Regions from separate parts of the Mus musculus genome. Here region 2 is linked to region 1. A link is a contact called in public Hi-C data. All regions are on one chromosome and are shown on one strand. The core of a region is the stretch at or near the end of the contact, and the rest is flanking DNA. Distances in the headings are between cores, read along the strand shown.

Region 1 (6,037 bases), core at 1,087-3,586:
ACAAAGCAGCTTAGGAAATGCCAGCCACCTCCTTACAATGCTGCCTGAGCTGAGTGGGAAAGTTAGGGACACAAGATATTCTGGTGACTGGCAAGTGTAAGAGCAGAAGCTGGCGTATCTCTACTGCCAGAGGCCCATGTACTGCTGAGGTGGTCGATCCTTTAACAGTGGGGCCTAGTAGATTTACCTTATGCCACTACACCCTTGATGGGGGCATTGACATTCCCAACCCTTTCTTGTTTCTCAGAAGGGAGTGAGGAACTTTGCTGCCTGCTATGAAGGGCTGCCTTACCTCAGTCAAATGGGCCAGTGATGTGCACTGAGACCTCTGAGACTGGGAGCCAAAACTGCTGTCTGTCTTAACACTTTTGTGTCACAGTAGCTGAAATGAAATACATCCACCATGAAAATGGCAAGCCCAAATCCCGAGGCAGTGCCCCCCCCCCCCGACCCAGTCCCTTGGCAGCCACTCTACCTGTGCATTCTGTGGCTTCATGGATAGACTTGACTCTTTGCATCATCACCTGATTTAGTGGCTGATATGTGACTTGCCTCATAGATGGCACCTTGCAGATATTTTTTGCGTGGTGGAAGTGACAAATAAGCTCTATTGGGCCTTTTATTTATTATTTATTTTATTTATTTATAAGGACACTAACTTCATGAATGAGACCCACCTTTATGAAATCATCATGTGGGGAAGGCTACTAGACTCACGGGAATGACATTGTAGTACATGGATTTTGGGCACTCACACAGATCAATATTCATAGCAACATTCAAACCACAGCAAATAGAAACACACAGCAGGAGCAACTCTCTGATACTGATGGAATCTTGCTTAACAGATATTGCAGGGACCTCTTGCCCTGACAGTGAGAGAGAAACAGAGACAGAGAGACAGAGAGACAGAGACAGAGACAGAATGTGTATACCCCTTGCCCTGGAAATGAAGAACTTGACTTGATTAGAGTGTGTGTGTCTGTGTGTGTATGCTAGATTCCTCTCTTGTCCTTCATCCTGCTGGCTTCCAGTACTCCCTCAGAAAGTTCATATCTGAAGCTGGCCTTGCAAGTTGTCATCTTAGACTTGTGCTGTGTGGCTCGACAAGCTTCACTAAGCTCAGATGTTTCCAGGTGAGGCTTGTGGATCTGCCACAGGGTGATTCCATCGAAACCATGGGGAACGTCTGCCCTGCGTGCTCTCGGCAGTTAGGAATGCCCAGAGCTATGGTCCCCTCTTAGACACAGCACTTCAGAGAGCTTGATGTCTTTCCTTCTTGTCAGATCCATGCTTCCCCTTCTCAGCTTTTAGAGGTTGTCTTGAGGACACTCGAAGCAACAGATCCAAGTGAAGAACAAAGCACAGGTCACGGACACGTGCCTGGATTCCTTTGGTTGAGTGAGTCTCTGAGAAGTATCTGAAACAGCAGCTCGCTTACCTTCTGTTCTTGGTGGCTCCTGGAGTGGCTAGCTTCCCTAATACCACCTCTCACCCTCTGTTCTTTCTCCTGAGGTCTTCACTCACAGACTCAGTGATCTCCTGCCCTCCCTGGCCTCTGCTGGCCGTCACTCATGTGCACGTGCATCCTAGTGATAGCCTCCTTCTGTTTGAGAGTTCCTGATGTGTGGTCTGCTTTCAAGGTTGTCACGTGTAAAACTTGGACCATAGTGCTTCGCTGTGACCTCACAGGCATTAGGGCTGTCACACCTGTTACACACACATCCTCTCCATTGCCACCATCTGAGTTGTTGTCTCTGGTTGCAGGTTTTATTGTGACAATGCCTGGCTTCTGGCAACAGTTTTTACACTGGGATAATAGTAGCCGCTGTTCCCAAGAGACTCAAGAGGCAAAAGATGGAAGTCTAGACATAGTTTCCCCTTAAAGAATTGAACATAAGTGATTCACCTCACCTCTCTCACCCCACTGGCCAGGGCTTAGTCACATGACCCAGCCAGCTACAAAGGTAGGAAGAGGTGAACTGGAGACCCAGATCTACCTGCAGTTCTTTCACTATTGAAGAGGAAGAGATGGGTTGGTGGAGAGTGCACAGATGCCACATGTATGTTCTACAAAGTTACTGGGAGAACGTGTCTGCCCTGTTGTGACTCACTGCCTTCCGTTGGGAGCTGCAGGCTCCATTTCTGTTCATATGTGGCACTTGGGCACAATCTCACAAGCATTGGGGGAGTATACATTAGAATCACTGAGGCATAGGCAGACATTTTGGTAGAGAGCCAGACAGTAAATATGCCTGACTTATGGTCTCTGTAGGGCCATGTGGTCTCTGTAACAGCTACTGAACTTTATTGTTACGTCATCTGAATGTGTCTATAGATAAGTGAGTGAGCTCACCTGGGTTCCATTCTTACATCATTTGGCTCACAGCCTACAGTTGCCAACCCCTGACACTCCTCACTGGGAAGTCAGTGTAGCTCTGTCTGTCAGGTGTCTGTGCACTTCAGCGGCTTCACTTCTGGAAACACATCCTTAAGAAATATTTAAGCACAGGATATTCTTGTAACCCTGTTGACTAATCTCTACTAAGTTGTCATTTACTTGTAAACACTTTGTGCATAGTCGGCTAATGGTAGGCTAAGTGAGATACCATTCATCTACTGAATTGTCATGATGTGTGGATTATACAGAAACATGAACAGGTATGAAGTAAAATAGAAAAGAAAGACAACATTAAGTAGATCCCGTGACTGCACGGCTGTAAACACACCAGCACGTAAGCTAAACTAAGTGGTTATGGGCAATATTTATCTGGTGTGAAGATAATCTTGAAAATTGTATTTCAGTAACACATATTTGCGTAAATGCAAGAAGTCAGTGGCTCTGGAGAACTGGTCTGGCACTTTAGGGAAGTCGCATACCCTGTTAAACTTTGCCACTTCCTCTGGCTTCCGGGAAGCTCACTGGCCCTTGAGCTGACTGCTGGGGATAACCGCAACCTGCTCTGCTGGGTCAGTGCCAGTGTGTGTCTGCGCCTGGTGTCACGCCCCCTGCCTTCCTCTCTCAGAGCTGTGGTGTCTGGATACAATGGAGAGTTTTGTACATCTTATGATTTGCCTATTTCGGGCCTGACATGAATCTTTACTTTGGATACTGTTTTTTTCTGGAAGTCTTTTTAACCTTTCTGTTTAGAAAAATGGTGGATATAAACAAATGAACTAAAAATCTTGAAAATGAATACAGTCCCAGGCTTCAGTCCAGTAGCAGACCCCAGCCGTCCACATGCCTTCCTCCCTGCCAGCATCCGAGCACAGGGTTGGTTCTTAGAGTCAGGATTCCAGGACCTAGGATAAAGTTCACCCAAAACACCGGCTCCTGCCGGCTGCCAGACCAGACCCGGCTTTCCTTTGCTTCAGTCTTTCACTGGCAATCTGGAGAGCATTGAGTTCCGTGAGGAATAAAGTATTTGGATTAATTGTCAGAGAACAGCGTGGGGCCCTTTGCATCTGGAGTGCGTGTGTACGCCAGCATCATTGGTTGTTGCTCTGTGCGTGGACCTCCGCACACTAATGTTGCAGAGAGTGAAAGTGAGAGTGAGACCACAGCACAGTGTGACGATGCTGGCAGCCACACCACAGACGGCATGAGGTTGGGCAGTCTGCCGGGTTCATGCAGCCATGATGCTGCCATACCACTGTTTTACAAACGAGTATGTGAGCTCTCAGTGAGGTGTGCACCCACAAGCTCAGGCTTAGGAAGGCAGAGGCAGGAGGAATGGCCAGCTAGTCCTGCAGAATCAATGAACTCCAGGTTCAGGAAGAGACTCTGCTCCAGAATTAAGGTGGAGAATGATAGAAGGAAGACACCTGACATTGATCTCTGACCACATGCAGGCGTGCTTGCATGCACACATATATACACACATATACACTCATAGATCTCTTTTCTGCCCACCCCCAGAGAGAGAGAGAGAGAGAGAGAGAGAGAGAGAGAGAGGAGAAATCCTAGCAAATGTAACCATGTTTAAGAACATTTGGGATGTTTGTCTTAAGGATGCATTATCATGGGTGTGTGTGGCCAGTGTGTGGTGGCTAAGGACATCTGCTGTGTGCATCTGATTTGGTGGCAGGGAACCAGAACAGGACAAAGGAGCCCTTGGCTTCCATACCTAGGCTGTACACGTCCAAGCTTCTGTCCCTTCTCCTTGGCCAGTAGCTCTGTCCCTAGGCAGATTTAAATTGTAAGAAAAGTAATACCCTGCTGGCTTTTATAAGAAGGCTGAACCCAGAAACTCAATTCTCCCAGGCGGTGGGGTCTCCCTAGTGACACTGTGGCCATGTGCCTATGCCAGCCACTTCCTTGAAGGTTCCCCGAAGGTAGCTGTGGGGTCTCCTTGTCACACATCGATCATTGAGCTCTGCTGATTTGTAGGTGGAATTTTCGAGTGTAAAAGGGCCCCGCACTGTTTGTTTCCCAGGCACGGTTTCAAAAGAAAATAGCATTTTACAGCCTGCATTAATGGGAAATTACTTTCCATTAGGATTCCGAATGATTTGCCTATAATGTTTATAAAGGAAAGGAAAAATGTCAAGCATTGCACTAACAATTTTAAGCAAAGCTCTGAAGACTTGGCCAGAAACAGATTCCAAGAACATTTTCTTCATCATTTCTTCTTTCCAGAGAAGGAAAAAGAGCAGAGCCTGCTGAAAGGATGTAGGTCAATTAGGCAGACTACGGTGGGGCTGCGATGGAGCCCCTGATAATGTCATTGCTAGGTAGTTGAGGGAGCGAAGGAAGTGAGCCAGCTTGGAGGAGGGGACTCGCCACAGAATGAGGGAGTACAGACAGAGGCCAGGAGAAACGAGCGTCTGTCCAAGCAAGCCCCTGTGCACAGGGTCATGAGGCCTCACCAGCTCAAGCTGCCCCTTTGTCCCGAAAGAGGAAAGGAAGCCAAGGAAAGTCCTTGAGATGAACTCTGTGCCTGGGCAGTTCTCAGAAAACAGTGTGGCACTTGAGACCTGTGTCCCCGCCAAACCTTCCTCACCCCTGGGATCTTATGTGAGGCTCTGATCTGTCACTTACTCTACAGTAAAATCTAGGGCAGGCTGTATTTACCTTTTCACTGTCTGTATACTTTAGCAGTGCTGGTGTTCTTGGGGACGGCTTTAATATAGAATCAAGGACAGGCGGGCATTTTGAAGAGTCCACACCCCAGCCCTGGCTCAGGCATCTCTGTCACAGCCTCAGATACCTGTTATTCGGTGGCATCTGTTTGTGAAGCTTTCTTTTTTTTTCTCCACTGAGATTTCTGAAGGTCCTAATTAATATTGTGACAGCTAAGGGTTCACAGGCCCCAGGCTGAGATCCACTTCACTGTGTAGAGAAGAGTGAGGGGGGCCTGTCAGAGCAGGCAAAGTAAATCTCTCCAGTGCCTTGCGTTAAGACAGTCCACCTTTCGCAAGGCATAAAAGAGACTTTATAAACTTCTTGACCCTTTGCAGGCTGCTCAGCAATAGTCCATCCAAGTCCTTCCTCTTGTGGGTGCCAATCTCCAGGGATCACATTGGAAAATAAACACGTGCTCAAGAGGGAAAGGCAGGGCTCACACGTTCTTAAAAGAAAAGACACACTTTGCAATAGGAGTATATACATTTATTGACCTAAGTTTCCGAAGAGGAAATTAAAATTTCACAGAGTCCCGGGGGTGGAGTTGATTCAGTCAGCAGGTTTGTCCTCTCTCCCACCCCCACGTCTTCCTCCCTCCACATACTTTCCTGTAACTTTCAGTAGCAGGTCTGACTTGAATCATTGCAAGGGTGAGGTGACCAGTGGGACAGGAGTCCCGCATCCGTTCAGATGCTGGCAGTCAGGGCTAGCTTCGGGTACATCTCTTAGGCTCTCCAGAGACTGAGTGAAGGCCCTGGGCTCCTGCTCTCAGGTGCTCTGACCTTCCAATGCTGTCTGTCAGGCTTGTGTCTTTGAGTACGTGTCATCCTTAACATCTTAAAAGTGGACAGCATGAGCATTTAATATTTCCTCTACTGAAAGGTCATTATGAGAACAAAGATGGTAAACTGT
Region 2 (5,545 bases), core at 570-3,069, 190 kb after region 1:
ATTTTTATTTTGTACTGACTGTCTGAATTACATGTATATCTGTGCATCACATACATGCAGTTCCCACAGAGGCTAGAGAAGAATGTCAGATCCCTTGGACTGGTGTTAGAGGATTGTGAGTGGCCATGTGGGTGCTGGGAATCAAACCCAGTCAACTCACGATGAGCAGCCCGTGCTCCTAATCACTGAGCCATCTTACCAGTCTAGTGTAATGCTTTGACGTATGTATATGATGCAGAATAAGTCAAGGTTATTCACATAAAAACAGCAGTAAAGAAGCAAACACATCTATCAGGAGTCTTGACATGTGCTTAGGGACGGACTTCCACGCTTGCCCCTTACTGTGGTCTCATCGACTGCAGGCACAATGAGGCGAGTAAAGAAGCCCTGCTTGTCTGCTCTGGGATCTTCATCCATTTTGCCTAAGCTTGTTGGTACTGCGGCACCTACGGCCCAGTGGCAATGCCAGTTCCTCACTCAGGCTTGGACACTGTGGTGATAACTATGCTCTCAGCACCATGATGCTCATGGTCTGGGCTGGGTGGACCATGAGGCTGCCTCACAGTGTAATTAATATACATGAGTTTTCCACACCACACACTGCTTATTGCAACTTTGCCAGGCACTCCTGAAGGTAACATACAAATTCAATATGGCCCATGGGAGGGATGACTGAATCTGAGATAAAGAATTTGCTAACAGGTAAACAGATTGGTTTATTCTTGCCTCTTTGTAACACGTTTTTGCCTCCCCATGATAGTCCTCTGACACTGGAATAATCAAACACAAGTGGTTGTTACTTAATTTATTTATTTTATGTGTATGTGTGTTTTTCCTGCCTGCATGTATGTGTGCACCACGTGTGTGCCTAGTGCCTGGGGAGGTCAAGAGAGGGTGTTGGATCTCCTGGAACTAAGTTGTGGGTGGTTTATGGGTGCAGAGAACTGAATCCCAGCTCTCTGGGAAAGCAACAGTGTTTAGGACTGAGTCCTCTCTCCAGCCATTGCTACATTTAATGGATGGCTCCTCCCATTCATAGAACCTACATGTGATACAAAGCAAATAGCTTGGAACTCGCAATTCAGAATTAGTACCTGCCTGGCTCATTTGCATGTTTCTGCATATCTTCTAGCTTTCTGTTGAGAGAAAGTAAAATGGCATGTGGACCTTGTTCAGGAGGATTGTCATAGCTTATGTTTCCACAGCAAAGGAGGTAGACCCTGAACTTCCCACTTCTCTTGTGGAAACAATGTTGTACTTCTGGTAAAATGCACGGCCCTTCTCCAAGCCTGTATCACCAGACCTCCACAGGGTGCCCTGTTGCCATCTGCCCTGTCACATTAAGGTACAACCACACAGGGTTTCTGAACGATTCTAGAAAGCAAAGGGTCCTTTCTATTTTGGTGTGCTCTCTCTTTCACCAGCCCCTTCATGTCCTGGAATATGCTTCTTCAGCCTCTTAGCATGGCCATCAGGTTCTCAGTCTTCCATTCAACCTGCATCTCAGACCATCGTTTAGATATCTGCCTGAAGCCAGCCAGCCCTTTTTCGTTAATTTCTGCTTAGCCTTTGCTGCAGAAAGCACCTGCGTTACCATGGGTTTAGCTTGCATCTCGCACTAGTAAGGCTTTACAAGAGTCAGCGCCACATGTGCTGTGATGTCCATTTTATTCCTAATGCTGGGCCAGTGTCAAGCACACCATCAGAGGTCAATTAACATGGAACTAATGAGTGTACACACTTAGCCAGGCGTGGTGCTGCTTCCTGCTATGATGTCAGTGGTGCTGGATAGAGTTATGCAATAGGCTTTGCCTAGATTCCAAAGGCCATTGTAATAATCCCGGCTTGGCTGCCAGCAGTTACGAGCACAGGCAAGATGCTTCCCTGCCTGAGACCTTGGTTTTTTCATCTTCACAGTCAGAGTGTCAGCACAGGGGAGTTCTGAGACCTTTTCTAGGGCTAGGGCTCTAAAAAAGGTACTTATGCCTTGTTTTTAAAAATAAACTTTGGGATTGAATAGGGGTTGGAAAAATGAGACTTAGAATCTTATATGAAATAGGTTTCCAAATTTTTCCTGAAAAGATTTCAAGAGCCCAGGGAAGGTTATATGCCTCACAAAAACGAGTTGGTGTGGTTACCTTTTTTTTTTTGTCCTGAAATCTCCTTGGTTACTTTTGTACTCTACATGTCACTGCCAGTACCTTTTTATTAATATACTGAGCTCCTGTTTTGGTGTGTCAGGCCGCTTCACACTTAGTTCAGCCCCTGGCACATGGTATGTTCTCTGTGAAATGGTGTCGTCTTGACCTGAAGAGCCCACTTGGTCCAACAACTCCACAGCAGCAATTTGTAGGAACACTGAATAAAGTGAAAACCCACAACAGCTTCCAGTGTCACCCAGGAGACATGACATCCACCACCCAGATGTAAATTCTGAGTCTAATTAGTGTTAATAGTTGTCAGGGCACTGCTGCTGCTGCTGCTGCTACTTTATCCTCCCACTGAATGCATGTTTATTTTGTGCTGGGCACAATTTTTTTCTCTGACTGATCTGACTTACTCCTATCAGGTACATACTTTCTTGCCTCCCCATTTGACAAATGGAGAAATAATCTTAAGAAAATGGAGTACTTTGATTTAGGTTTTACAGCTCATGAGTAGCTAGAATGGTTTGGCTTCAGGTCTGTGTGCTCAGACACCCTCCCAAAGTATCCTGAAAAGACAGCTAAGAAAGCATGAGGTGAAATGTACCCAAGATGTAGAGCGATGGGCTAGAACAGAAACAGAAACAGAGTTTGGTAAGGCTGCCTCAACCAACATGCCCCTATTTCTCCTTGGTGGAACCCAGCTTAATGGTTTCTAATCCAGCATTCAAATCAAGATCACCTAGACAGTTTGTCCCACCTTAGAATCCTGAGCTCTGCCCTACAATTTCCTGGTGGGGGAGGGGTCAAAGGATCTGTGGATCAGGGGATCGGGTATACCATTAGATTTCCCAGGCGATTTTTATACATACTCTGGGCAACACTTACACTTTTCAGCCTCAGTCAAGACAATTGACGAAGTAGCTTTTGCCAGACTCTTAATTTCTTAGATGCCACATTCAGGCAGAAAGGAAGAGGCACCATAGACTTTTATGGACCATCTGAGCAGAACTTTTCTAGCTGAGATTGTGTATCGGACCTCCTTCCTGGTATTCTCCATTGAACAGTGAGCGTGGGGCTAAGCAGCATCGCGTATCTGACTACACACACTACTGGTTGCCTCCATCTTTTGAGGTAAAGGCATTGTAAGCCAGTAAATGAATGTCTCCAGGTTCAGAGCACACAGAGGCCAGGCACTTAGCAGTGCTTGACTTCCATGATGTAGCCTTATGGCTCAGGGTGTGGGCGGGGTGAGGATGTGCTCCTCTAGGCATGGTAGAGAGAGGAATCCATTTCCAGCTTGTAGCATGTTGCTCTCATCAGATCAGATCCTTGCTGTATTCCTACCCGCTTTGATGCTCTCTGCTTCTTGCTATTCCTTTTCCTGCTTTAGCTCCTTGGCTTCTTTCATCTAACCTACCTCCATTTGTGGAATTCAGCCTGGACACCTCCTGCGGCTTTTGAGTCTGGGTGATGACACCCTGACTCTGCACTGCCAGCCACTGCACCATGGAGTGACAGCTGAGCTCAAACAGATTTTATTACTGTAGTTTTAGAAAGCTGTCAGCCTCTGCTTGTCATGATGTGACAGACGGTGCTTCCTTTAGTCTAAGTCATGCCAAATGGTTGCAGTTATGTCAGAGGAGTAACCAGCCACCATGGTCTTCCTGATAACAAACACTTTCATGCCTGTTAGTTCTATGCAGAGGCAAGCATATTGTTTGTGGTTTGGGGTCTATTGTGAACACTAGTTTCTGTGCAGACCCTTTTCTTCAAGAAAATAAACTCATATATTCTGTTGAATGATGCATACATGTGTGTGCAAACTGTATGGATATGTGTGTGTATTTAAATAATAGGAAGAGAGTATAGATGAGGGGTAACTCAGGGTTTCCATTGCTGGGATAAAACACCATTACTTGTGGCAACTCATAGAGGAAAGTGTTTATTTCATCGTACAATGCTCAAATCACACTCCACTGCTGAGGGACGGGAGGGCAGGAACCTGGAGCAGGAGCTTGTACAAAGGCCATGGATGGATGCTTTGTACTGGCCTGATCCTCATGGCTTGCTGGGCCTGCTTTCTTAAACAACACAGGACCATCTGCTCAGCGATGGCACCACACAAAGTGAGCTGGGCCCTCATTAATCATTTAGAAGGAAAATGCCCTATAGATTCTCCTATAGCCAACCTTGTAGAGGCATTTTCTCAATTAAGATTCCCTCTTCCAAGATATGTCTAGGTTTCTATCAAGCTGACAAAACCAACCAGCACAAGGGGTAAAGAAAAGTAACATGAAAGTATCTGAACAAAAGAGCATTTAACAAAAAACAACTCCAACCAACAAAAAAGATCACACAGACACACAAAACATACAAAAACGCATACAAATAAACACATGCAGACACACACACACACACACACAGAGGAAAGTGGAGTTGTTGTTGATATCAGGGTCCCTGGAATACATTTTCCTTGTGTTATCATGAAATATATATTACAAAAACAAAATATTAAAAATATAAACGTTGGCAAACTTCTACTTGGACTTACTAGTAAAAATAAGTATTTTGATATAGATTACAGTTCCTGGGTGGGTCTGCAGTTGATGCTTGTTGAATCCTTACTATTGTGAGAACAACATTTTCCTAGACACCTTTTTATTTGAAATGAGGTCTCACGTAGCTAAGAATGACTGACACTGCTGACCCTATTGCCTCTACCTCCATAATGCTGAGATAGTATGTGTGCACCATCACACCGAGGTCTATTTCCTAGGTATCTTGTGACTTAGCAAAGCCATGATTCATTACATGAAACTAGAGATTGAAATATAATAATAATAAGGAACAGCTGGGTTTGAACAGTGTGTGTGTGTGTGTGTGTGTGTGTGTGTGTGTGTGTGTGCGTGTAAGCCAGTGGCTTCAAACTCAGTCATCTGGTGTGGTGATTGTAAATAGAATAGTGGTGCCATGGAGAACATATATGGTGAACCCACTGAGGTACAAGATAAGCCAGGCTCTCAGAAGGAGAGCTAAGTGTGGAGATTTTTGGTTCAGACCTTGGATGTCTGGCTTAGGAGCTCATGACCCTGGGCAAGTCACTGAAACATGAACAAGTACAGTGTTCCTCATTTCAGAGATGGCTTTCCACTAGTACAAAATGGCAGTTTACCTCAAGTTACTTAGCATCGTGCTCAGCCTCCTCCTAACCTCTAGTGCCACCATGTTTGATTTCCAGTCACCACAGAGAATGATTGAGTTTGTAGCCACTCGTTTACAAGCACACACACACACACACACACACACACACACACACGTTCTTTGATGAGCCTTTTGCAAATATTGCTCACTAAGCCCTGAAGGCAGCTTCTCAGAGCAAATGTTCTCAGTATCATTTC

Evidence for each region. Hi-C and Micro-C count contacts between places; a contact is called where the count stands out from the background.
Region 2: a Hi-C map of cerebellum shows a contact between it and region 1, with 1.5 times the contacts expected there. The contact joins two enhancer-like sites. A contact is called at or near these places in 3 of 484 Hi-C or Micro-C datasets (cerebellum, embryonic stem cells and ventricular fibroblasts).

The regions. Positions count from the first base shown.
Region 1 is chr7:82,290,700-82,296,736 of GRCm38.p6, forward strand. All of the region lies in intron 8 of Sh3gl3 (SH3-domain GRB2-like 3), which reads left to right. Gm51492 (a long non-coding RNA gene) reads right to left here. Exons shown (of 3, transcript XR_003946817.1): 1 at 476-6,037; 2 at 293-382. Among named protein-coding and RNA genes, the nearest start is that of Gm51492, 3.4 kb to the right of the region's middle. Within about 2 kb of position 2,337, at least 8 of the 459 cell types and tissues checked have an H3K27ac peak or open chromatin away from gene starts, as enhancers often do. A contact at or near this core is called in cerebellum, where this site is marked.
Region 2 is chr7:82,477,777-82,483,321 of GRCm38.p6, forward strand. The region is part of intron 7 of Adamtsl3 (ADAMTS-like 3); the gene reads left to right. Among named protein-coding and RNA genes, the nearest start is that of Adamtsl3, 140 kb to the left of the region's middle. Within about 2 kb of position 1,820, at least 29 of the 459 cell types and tissues checked have an H3K27ac peak or open chromatin away from gene starts, as enhancers often do. A contact at or near this core is called in cerebellum, where this site is marked.